Linked DNA regions of Triticum aestivum: region 2 is linked to region 1. The links are chromatin contacts, called in public Hi-C maps. All regions are on one chromosome and are shown on one strand. The core of a region is the stretch at or near the end of the contact, and the rest is flanking DNA. Distances in the headings are between cores, read along the strand shown.

Region 1 (5,453 bases), core at 1,521-4,020:
TTTCGTAGAATATGTAGGAGCCAATATGAGCATCCAGGTTCCGCTATTGGTTATTGACCGAAAACATGTCTCGGTCATGTCTACATAGTTCTCGAACCCGTAGGGTCCGCACGCTTAACGTTCGGTGACGATCGGTAATATGAGTTTATGTGTTTTGATATACCAAAGGTAGTTCGGAGTCCCGTATATGATCACGGACATGACGAGGAGTCTCGAAATGGTCGAGACATAAAGATCGATATATTGGATGAATATGTTTGGACTTCGGAAGGGTTCCGGGCAAGTTCGAACAAATACCAGAGTACCGGGGGGTTACCGGAACCCCCCGGGGAGTGTAATGGGCCTATTGGGCCTTAGTGGAGAAGAGGAGGGGCAGCCAGGGCAGGCCGCGCGCGCCCTCCCCCTCTAGTCTGAATTGGACAAGGAGGGGGGCGGCGCCCCCCTTTCCTTCCCCCTCTCTCCTCCTTCCCTCTCTCCTACTCCTACTCTTGGAAGGGTTGGAGTCCTACTCCCGGTGGGAGTAGGACTCCCCTTGGGGCGCGCCTAGGAGGGCCGGCCCATAGACACACAAGTTGATCAGTTGATCTTTTAGCCGTGTGCGGTGCCCCCCTCAACCATAATCCACCTCGGTCATATCGTAGCGGTGCTTAGGCGAAGCCCTGCGTCGGTAGCATCATCATCACCGTCATGCTGACCGAACTCTGCCTCGAAGCTCTGCTGGATCGTGAGTTCGTGGGACGTCACCGAGCTGAACGTGTGCTGAACTCGGAGGTGCCGTGTGTTCGGTACTTAGATCGGTCGGATCGTGAAGACGTACGACTACATCAACCGCGTTATCATAACGCTTCCGCTTACGGTCTACGAGGGTACGTGAACGACACTCTCTCCCCTCGTTGCTATGCATCACCATGATCTTGCGTGTGCGTAGGAATTTTTTTGAAATTACTACGTTCCCAAACAAAAATAGGGTACTCAACATGATAGGAATATGAGTAATCCGCAGCTAACCATTCTCTAATATATCACATCTGACACAAAAATCCAGTAATAATTTCTCAAGCAAAACATACCAGTAATATATATGAAAAACAATCAAAGCCATATGGTCACATAGATTCCATATTTGATAGTCTTGTATTGCAGTTTACCAGCACAAACCGGGGACAATGATACAGTTTCCCTACCTAACAAAAAAGTACAGCTATGTTTTCCTAGAGAGAGTTCGCTGTTTCGTGCCATGCTCCACAACTTTCTCTTCAACGTGCAATCCTTTCCTCCGCCTCACAGAATTCATAAGTTTCTTGGCCAAGTTTGGCCCAATGCTTGCCCCATCTCCAAATTCTTCAATCTCCTCCTGTGACTTTGGGATAAAAAAAGGGTCCTCCTGAATAGCATCCCAATGGCTAAAAACAAGCAGCGCGCTGGCTGCACCTGATGTTAATGTCCTGAGCTGACTAGAAAATCCAATGCTCTCGGCAACATGCAAGTAAGCATGCACTCTAAATACTGAAGTCCCTTCTTGCATTTCTTCTTTTAAAATCTTCGCTCGTCTCCTGCCAAGAACTGCATATGTTGAACCTAGTTGCTGAGTCGGGGTGGTCAATTCACAGAAATACATGCCTTCGACAAGCCTTGGGTTGTTCTGAAGAACGGCTGCTCGGCATGCTTCTTTAACTGCGGTTATTACTTGGCCACTGAAGATGTTGTATTGATCAGATTGATGGGCAGCATCAGAGTTGCCAGCAAATATGTAAGGCTCAATGATAAATGCCAGATCCCACATTGGTTCGTCACATAAAGGCCCTGTGTTCGTGGTAAACTGAAATCCTGAAAGAATGCTGTTCCATAGTGCCACAGATTCTAGATGTAACGATTCAGGAGTATCTGCTGATGATTTACTGCTGTCAGGAATATGGTTAGCTTCAGCATCAGATCCACTCACAAACCCCAATCTCTCAAAAAAAAATCTGCTCTACCACGCACAAGAATACCTTGCCTTCCATCTTCCATGGTTATCACACCATCACTTGATTCAACATCCTCTCAGCAAAGCAGAGGCGCTGGCGCCAAGCTTGGTGGCATACAACTCTACGAAGTGGTGGATGCGGAAGCCCCAGCCATCGAGGGCGCAGGCGAAGACGACATTGCCCTTTTGGGGCTGGAAGGCGTCCTCCTCATCGTCGTCAGCATCTTCCGGGGGATCGTCCTGTGAGGCTGACGAGCTGGAGGATGGTTGGTCCTCGAGGGACGCGAGGACGGAGAAGTAGGAGTGCGAGCGCAGCGCGGAGTAGATGGAGTTGACGTCGGCGAGGATGCGGTGCAGGCGCGTATCGGCCTCGGCGTGGGTGAGGTGGAGCTCGGTGATGAGGCGGTCGAGCTTGTTGAGGACGAGGCAGGGGCGGAGGCGCTCGAGGAAGGCCTGGCGCAACGCGGCGTGGGTCTGGATGTGGACGCTCTCGACGGCGTCGACGAGGATGAGCGCCGAGTCGGAGAGGCGCGCGGCGGAGGAGACCTCGGAGCAGAAGTCGATGTGGCCCGGGGAGTCGTCGGACGACGAGCTGTATCCTTCACTCCAAGATACCATGGCGGCGAGCTGGACGGCGGCGGCGAGCTGGAGCAGGGGAAGGGAGGCGAGGGACCAGAGAGGTGAGTGGAGGGGTGAGCTGCCGACAGGTTTCGAAAGAATATTCCAAAGAATATACCAACACAGGTGCCACTTGGTGGTGCACTGCGGGTTGATAAGGAAAGAAGGCAGGGGCCTAACTGCAAAATGCTGCGCGCTGACCTGCTAGTCCACTTGGCATCTACTTGCCGGGCTGTGATTAGCCTAGGACTAAACTTGCACCTCCATGACAAGTTCAGAATGAAATAATTCATTTTTGCAACTACAAGGACTAAACCATCACATATTGTGCAAGTACATAGACCTGGGGTGCTATTACCTCTTGCTTATAAGCCGATTGTTTGTTGGCTCGCTGCGCGAGGTGGGACTTTAGGCAGCCTGATAACTCACGCCCGTGTCTGTTGGCGCACCAGAGGACCTGAAGTCGGCCCAAAGTTAACAGAGAGCCTCGTGGGCTTCTATCATTCTGCCCCTTCCCGTCAGTCCGTCGCACATACTCCATAAGATATCATCATCGAAAAGAAAAAATGCCCTAAAAAATCAAAAAGAAGAAAAATACTCGCATGCACAGTTAATACGTACACTCGCTGGCCTTTCTTCTAAGAAAGCTATACTTGCTAACGCCTCGTAAAATGCCTGGTTGCTACTCCCTCCGTCCCAAAATGTAAGACTTTTTTGACGGTACATTTTGGGACGGGGGAAGTAGTAAGCAGTGTGTGACGTGTACATGCTCTTCGCAAAATAGAAAACAAAAATACGCGTACATACTCAAATTGTAACTATTGTGTGACGTACGACACGACAAGGTTTTTTTTTAGGGTTCACGACAAGGTTTCTATGTACCAGGTTTTTGACAGGTTTTTTTTAGACAAACTGCAAAGCTTTATTAGGTCGTCACAATGTTTACAGGGACGAAATCAAGATCGTTGGGCTGGCCTAACCAAGCATGGCGGCCAACTCCAAGAGATAAAGCATACTTTGCAAGTTTGTGAGCCTCGATATTCGAGCTCTTAAATTCATGAACGATATTACAAGTATTAAAAAGCACTCTCATGTTGTATGATTTCATGCACAATTGCACCGTAGCTCCCTTTGTATTGCTGTTGGATATCGTCGACGGCCACCTTGCAATCCGAAGCAACATGAATCCTCCTGACGTAGAGATCATCTGCTAACGCCAGTGCCTCCCTGAGAGCGAGTGTCTCAAGGGTGCCTGGGTCTGATAGATTGGAAAACACCACCGCCGAAGCTCCTAAGAAAACTCCATCTCGGTTTCTACATATTGCTCCAACTGCACCATGCGATCGTCCAACCGCGGCATCTACATTGATTTTTACCAGCCCCACAGGCGGTGCGATCCAGTGATTTGGACCCCGTTGTAGCGCCCTGTTTCCGACTGCACCTGGCTCCTGGAGTGCTTTTAGCTCTCCAATGTAGGATTTGACAAAGCCGTTGATGGCGAAGGGTGTTTGGAAGATGTCCTCATACATGGCCTTTCTGCATGCACTCCACAGCGCCCATAAGGTGACAACAAAAACAAGGAAATCCTCTTGGTTCAAAGCTTCGTGCATACCAAACAGCCATCTCTTTGCATTTTCCTCTCTGCATGTGCTCAGTTTGTCGAGGACAGCTTCTGACGAAAGTGCCCAAGTGCTCCTTGAAACCGAGCAGTCCACTAGAGCATGGCGCCAAGTGTCGTCAGCCCCGCAAAGACAGCAAGCTCTGGAAGTTGACATGTTCCAGTGATGAAGGAGTGCGGCTGTGGGGATAGTGTGTTTGGCGAGCCTCCATAAGAAAATTTTCAGCTTTGAAGGAACTCTGATCCGCCACAGCTCGGACCAACCTTGGTCTATACCCAGGGAGTCGGAAGAGGCCCCCTGTTCATACAACCATGCCTCCCTACTAAGCTTTGTTTGCTGAAGCATCCGATACGCTGATCGCACAGAAAAGTTGCCCTTACGTTCCTCGGACCAGGCCCAAAAATCATCCGTTTGTCGTGTGCAAAGAGGTATTTGTAATATGACTGCAGCATCTATCGGTATGAACACCGACCGGACCAAGTTCTCGTTCCAGGATGATGAAGTATGGTCTATCAACTCGGCCACTCTCGTCGGTGGATCAGGGACTAGAGAGGCGATCGGCCTTTTCATACTTGGTCTCGGCATCGAGTTATCCTCCCATATTTTTGTTGTTTCACCGTCTCCGATTCCGCGCACCAGCCCCTGCACCATGATGTCTCGGCCGTCTAAGATAGCTCGCCATATCTGTGAGGGGTGTGATCCCAAAGTTGCACCAAAAAAATCTGTGTTTGGATGATAGGCTGCTTTCAAGATCCTCGCGCTCAGAGACAGGGGGTTTTGCAACATGCGCCAGGACTGCCGAGCTAGGAGGGCCAAATTAAAGATCTCCATATCCCGAAAGCCAAGGCCTCTGAGGTGCTTTGGTAAGGTCATCACATCCCATGCCATCCAACTGGGCTTCCATTTTCCTTGTTTGCTTCCCCACCAGAATTGTCTGATTAGCGAAGTAACACTTTCACACAGTCCTGGAGGAAGACGAAAGCATGCCGTCGAGTATACTGGTATTGCTTGGGCAACTACCTTGATCAGTACCTCTTTCCCTGCACAAGATAAGAGTTTTTCCATCCAACCTCTCACCTTTTCCCAAACTCGATCCCTCAAATATTTGAAGGTCCCGTTCTTCGAGTGTCCAGCCTCTGTTGGCATTCGCAGATACCTGTCACTGAGGGATTCGTTACGCACATTTAGAACATTCTTCATATCATCTCTTACCGCTTGCGGGCATCCTCTGCTGAAAAAGATCGATGACT
Region 2 (5,453 bases), core at 816-3,315, 890 kb after region 1:
TCTCATCACACGGTGGTTTATTGTGGTGCCCAAATCACCGAGCAAGTAAGTTATCACTTGTTGGAAATGCATAGTTGTGTTGATCATTTTGTAGCCGGATATGCTTTTGTTGATCATTCACCGGATATGAACAGCTTAGGCGCCGTATATGCATAGTTTTGTTGATCACTAGCCGGATATGCATAGTTTTGTTGATCACTAGCCGGATATGCATAGTTTGTTGATCGTTGGATGGATGTGCCCAGTTTTGTAGTCGGGTATGCATAGTTTTGTTGGTTGATCACTAGCCGGATATGCAGACCTTTGTTGATCACTAGCCGGATATGCCGAGTTTTGTTGATCATTGGCCAGATGTGCCCTGTTATGAAGCCGGATATGCATAGTTTTGTTGATCATTGGCTTTTTTGTAACCTTGTCGTGCTTGTACGGTGTTCAAGAAATTGAAGAAGAAAAAATTCACCGTCATGCATTGTTGGTTGAAGTTGAATGGGCAACCGAAGTGGAACCTATTCATAGCCAAGACTAGCTCCCAAGCCACCGAGGAAGAAACCGGTGACCCAACCGACCCAATGAAAGAACCACCCAAGAAGATTAGAAGAGGGTTTCAGAGAAAGAACTGGGAGAAGGAGAGGGCGAAGCGAGAAGGTGCGATGGTCAAGATGACAGAGAGGTTCAAGGACATCTTGTCCAAGAAGGAGGAGGCATTCGTCAAGCGCTCGAACATCAAGGAGAAAAAAAAGATGGAGAGGTTCAAACTATGGATGGAGGCGATCAAGAGGAAGCTAGTGCTAAAAAAGAAGAGGGCCTTGACTGAAGAGAAGAAGGTCATGCTCGAGGAGAAGAAGGCGGGGCTCGAAGAAAAGAAGGTGAAGATCGCAGCCGATTCAGAGGACGCCAAGATGTTGTCCTTGAAGGTGGAGTCTTTAGATGTTGACGCAAGAATGATCGTGCAAACCATCCGCTACAAGATGTTGCACCGCCAGAAAGATGTGTTGGAGGCGGTGGACAAGGAGGAGGAGGAGGCGAAGAAGGAGATGGAGGCTGCATACGCGGCGGCGGCGACACCTTGAGTGTGGAGGAGGCTCGGATTGCCGGTCGAGAAGGGCAGAAAATCTCAATTTTCTGCACGGACTAAAATTCTCTTCTGATCAAGATCGGGCATGTAAAAAACTTAAGCATACTACCTTTTTTTGGTTGTGATCGAGCATGTCATCCGGCGCGCCATGGACCAGACTTTTATTTGAATTTCAAATAGCCCTTTACTGACGGACATATACATGATAGCATTGGATGACCGGCCCCCGTATCAGTGTCTGCGGACTGATCCTCTTGTCCGTAAACGCATGTCGGAGCAAATTTGCGGGTCAGTGTTAGAGATGCCCTTAGCATCGATCACTAGCTCGATGGTTTGGCAATTATTACCCGGTTCTTGCCGCTGATTACGTTATAAATGTTCATGCACCAGGGTTCAAGTCCTGGTGCTCGCATTTATTCATGAATTTATTTCAGGATTTTCGGCGATGCGCATTCAGTGGGAGGAGACGTTCCCGTCGACGACAAGGTGCGTACAATGACTTCGTAAATTTCAAGATGATATGCCGGCTCAGTCTTTCGGAGGTACTCATAGAGATAGGGTGTGCGTGTGTGCGTTTATAGGAGTGAGTGTATGCGCGTGTATATAAGCGCTTGCGTCTATACTGTGTTAAAAAAATGTTCATGGTACGTTTTTTTTTCTTTGCGAGTACTAGTATATGATGAAAACCTGCAGAGTGCAAAGAGATGGCAAAAAAAAATATCATCTGGTATTACGATGATGCATGGTGGAACGGCAATATGATAGTGTGAGTCAGCGCACTTTGCCCACGCGACCCTTGCGCTCCCAGAAAACAAACATAATCTCCGGAATAAGAAAGCGCGAGGAAGCAGCACCAAAAGGAGCGGGAATTGAAGCAGAAATAGGAAAATATCCCGATTTCTTTCCCAGTGCGGCTCCTCTCACTCTCTAACCCCCCGCCCTCCATTGGTGGGCGCCTCCGCTGCCACAACCTGGCCTCTATTTAAGAAGGCTCCTTGCGCCACCATCCTACTCACCACCGCACCACAGACCACACCCGCACCGCGCAGCTCGATCGCGTCCCCAGCTTCAGCTGAGCTCCAACTCAACTCAAATTAATCGCAGATGGTTTCTTGTGGGCCAGTAGTGGCTTAGCGCATTAGCGGCGGAGGTTGGTACGATCAGGTAGGCCGGAGGTGAGGTGCCACATGTTGAGTGGACAAACGGCGGTTAGTGGCAGCAGCAGCAGCATCATCGTCATCAGCCGCGGCGTCGAGCAGGGGAGCGGGAGCGGGGAGCAGCAGCACCAGCGGCGGCCGGTCGAGGTGGAAGAGGGGGAGGAGCCAGAGTTCAGGGACATCCACGCGCTGAGCCCGCCCCGCGCGCTGAGCCTGTACCGCCGGAGCCGGCCGGGCAGCAGGGACTCTTGGGGGTCTGCGGCGGGGGCAGGGGGGAGCAGACACACGTCGATTCGCTCCGTCGGGAGCGACACCGCCCCCAGCGAGCTCTTCCCTACTATGAGCAGGGAGTTCTCGGCCATGGTCGCCGCAGCAGCCAGCGCTAACGCCTCGTCCTCCGCCGCGGCGGGCCACAGGGAGAGCGTGGACCGCGTGGCGAACGAGGACGCGCTGGGGAGGATCGGCGAGGAGGAGCTGGAGGAGACGAACCCGCTCGCCATCGTGCCGGACAGCAACCCCATCCCGTCGCCGCGCCGGGGGCTGTCGCCGCGCCCGGTGGAGGTGGCGGCGCCCGGTGCCGGACATGGACAGGGCGACGAGGTGTCGGTGGGGCAGGTGAAGAAGGACGAGGTGGAGACCAAGATCGCGGCGTGGCAGATCGCGGAGGTCGCCAAGGTCAACAACCGCTTCAAGCGCGAGGAGGTCGTCATCAACGGGTGGGAGGGCGACCAGGTCGAGAAGGCCAGCGCATGGCTCAACAAGTACGAGGTACACACAGCCCCAATCTTCTCCATCAATGATCAATCCACACCACACCATGCTCGCTCTGAACGAATTCTGATCGCGTGAATGTGAAACTCCCGTGCGTGCAGAGGAAGCTGGAGGAGAAGCGGGCCAAGGCGATGGAGAAGGCGCAGAACGAGGTGGCCAGGGCCCGGCGGAAGGCGGAGGACAAGCGTGCGTCGGCGGAGGCCAAGAGGGGCACCAAGGTGGCGCGCGTGCTGGAGCTCGCCAACTTCATGCGGGCCGTCGGCAGGGCGCCCACCAAGCGCTCCTTCTTCTGAGCTGCCCTGCTTGCTCCTCCTCCTTGATCAACTTCCCGCCATTATTTCGCTTTTTACTCGCCGTCGCCTGATCGTTCACCGCTTCGCTTCATAGGAACCTCCTGTGCTCGCTGCTTCGCTGTGTGGAACTCTCGTTTTAGTGTTGTATCCACATGTATGGTGTGTCTTTCTTTCTTCTGCATTTCTCGTGTTTGATATGGAGTAGTACATAGCATAAGAATGGAAGGGTGTGCTCTGCCTGCTGAGTCCAAGTGCAAGAGCTGCCTGTATTTTGTTTTTGTTTTTGTTTTTGTTTCCGGTCGAGGATATTGTGTGTGTGTCAATATGAACAAGATATGCAGTAAATTACTGTTCTATGCACATTTGCAAGCCTTCTGAATCACCAGTTTCTTGATTTCCAATATTCACCCGTGTCACTTATTTTCAGCTAAATAGTTCTTTCTCTGTCCGGCTTCTTTTATTGTCTCACCAACACCTTGTCCGGCTTCTTTTATTGTGTCTTCAATGCTCAACTAACAACACTTTGACATAAAAAATCTTGGAGGCCCAGTGTACTGATGAAGAGTTGCTTTTGTTTTGACTTCTGAAGATCTGGTGAAGAGTAGTCAAACGATCAGTAATTTGGAACTGAAGTACTAAACTGAGTTTTCTGTCTTGATGATGGCATGCGACCTGCCGGCTTCACTATGAACAGCAGAACGTGCCCTGTCTTTCAGTTCACCGGCAGAACGAGGATTACAGTCGCGAGCTAGTCCTGCTCACTCAATTGTCACGTAAACGAGCTGAGAGTCCGTATTCGAGAAAAAAAATGAGGTGAGAGTCTGGGGGAGAAACGGCAGTCATGCAGCACACATAACACATATCTGAGCGTATTCATTGCAAAACGGAAATTATTTTTATGTGTTGGTCTCGCGTAGTTCGATAATGTTCCAAATTAGCACAACCAAGCTCAACTAACATGAATTACGTATCCTCGATTGACAGTGACCTGTGCTCTTCATATTGGCGTGGGAGTGGACCATTCTTGTGTACTGAATTCAGAAGTATCTGAGCTTGGCAACTTTGGATTCTCAGCATGGGGGCGTAGAATAATGACACTCGCCACTTTCACATAGTACGTTTTATACGAATTCCACAGAAATTTCAGTTCGATAAGAAAGAACAGAATCTCTGCGAATCAAAGAATTGTTAAGATTTCTGTTGACTGGAAATAGTAGTTGATGGTAACAGCGTGCCTGTGCATGTGAATGCAGCACAGGTATGCATTTTTTTTGCTGTTGCATTCCATATACCATCATCATGGACACAAAACGACCAGGCGTCAATGCTGGATCAGACAATACCTGAATAATTCCGTGCGGTTGTTCAAAGAGAGAGGATACGAATCCCATGGATCCGTTGCACTTGGCACTCTATTGGCGAGCATGGCCAGTGAGTGGGCCTCCGTCTTGCAATTAAATGCCTCTACGTTCCTTGTTGTTGTGGTGGGGCGCAGCGGCCCATGATCCAGGACTAGCCCATGTGCATGCATGCATCATCGTCCTCTCTCTAGCCTAGAGAGAAAAAATGGTGGGGGCAACAAGCAAGCTCACATGTTGAGCTTGTTCTCCTGTTTGATCACGTCTCATGGCGTGTTCCGAATAATTGGTGGTTACATTGATCATGATGACGAGGTGGACTCTGCAAGCGCCGGAAATGCGAGAACTGGTCCAGTCCAGCAGTGTGTTAATTTTCTTACCGGTTACTTTTTAATCCAAGGGAATAAAACAACTACTTCCTCCGTCCGAAAATACTTTCTAGATACATCTTTTTTTATCCATTCTGATGACAAGTATTTTCGGACGGAAGGAGCACTACTTTGTGACTTATCAACGAAACATCTTACAAATATCAGATAAATCTCCCGTGGGGAAAAACTACCAAATAATCACAGTATGCAGCTAGAAAAATGTAAATGTAAGCACTATCACAAAATATAAAAGAGAAAACTACCATAAAACAATAAATATTCTTCACGGGCAGATGACGTGATCTTCATGTCTGAAGAACATCTTCAGACTACCCACAATGGGAGTAACATAGGTAGTAACATCACACATATCTAGATAAAGTAGATGATGTGGCAAGCAATAAATGAAGAAAGAGAGGAAAGTAATA

What was found. Hi-C and Micro-C count contacts between places; a contact is called where the count stands out from the background.
Region 2: a contact with region 1 is called in a Hi-C map of leaf, with 6 times the contacts expected there. The contact joins the promoter of LOC123052359 here to the enhancer-like site in region 1. A contact is called at or near these places in 2 of 5 Hi-C or Micro-C datasets (both in leaf).

What each region holds. Positions count from the first base shown.
Region 1 is chr2D:162,067,606-162,073,058 of IWGSC CS RefSeq v2.1, forward strand. It overlaps the pseudogene LOC123052355. Among protein-coding and RNA genes, the nearest start is that of LOC123056258, 9.6 kb to the left of the region's middle. Within about 2 kb of position 2,771, at least 8 of the 8 cell types and tissues checked have an H3K27ac peak or open chromatin away from gene starts, as enhancers often do. A contact at or near this core is called in leaf, where this site is marked.
Region 2 is chr2D:162,959,265-162,964,717 of IWGSC CS RefSeq v2.1, forward strand. LOC123052359 (remorin 4.1) reads left to right here and starts at 2,066. Exons shown (of 2, transcript XM_044475497.1): 1 at 2,066-3,000; 2 at 3,105-3,656. The coding sequence starts at 2,263. The coding sequence ends at 3,296.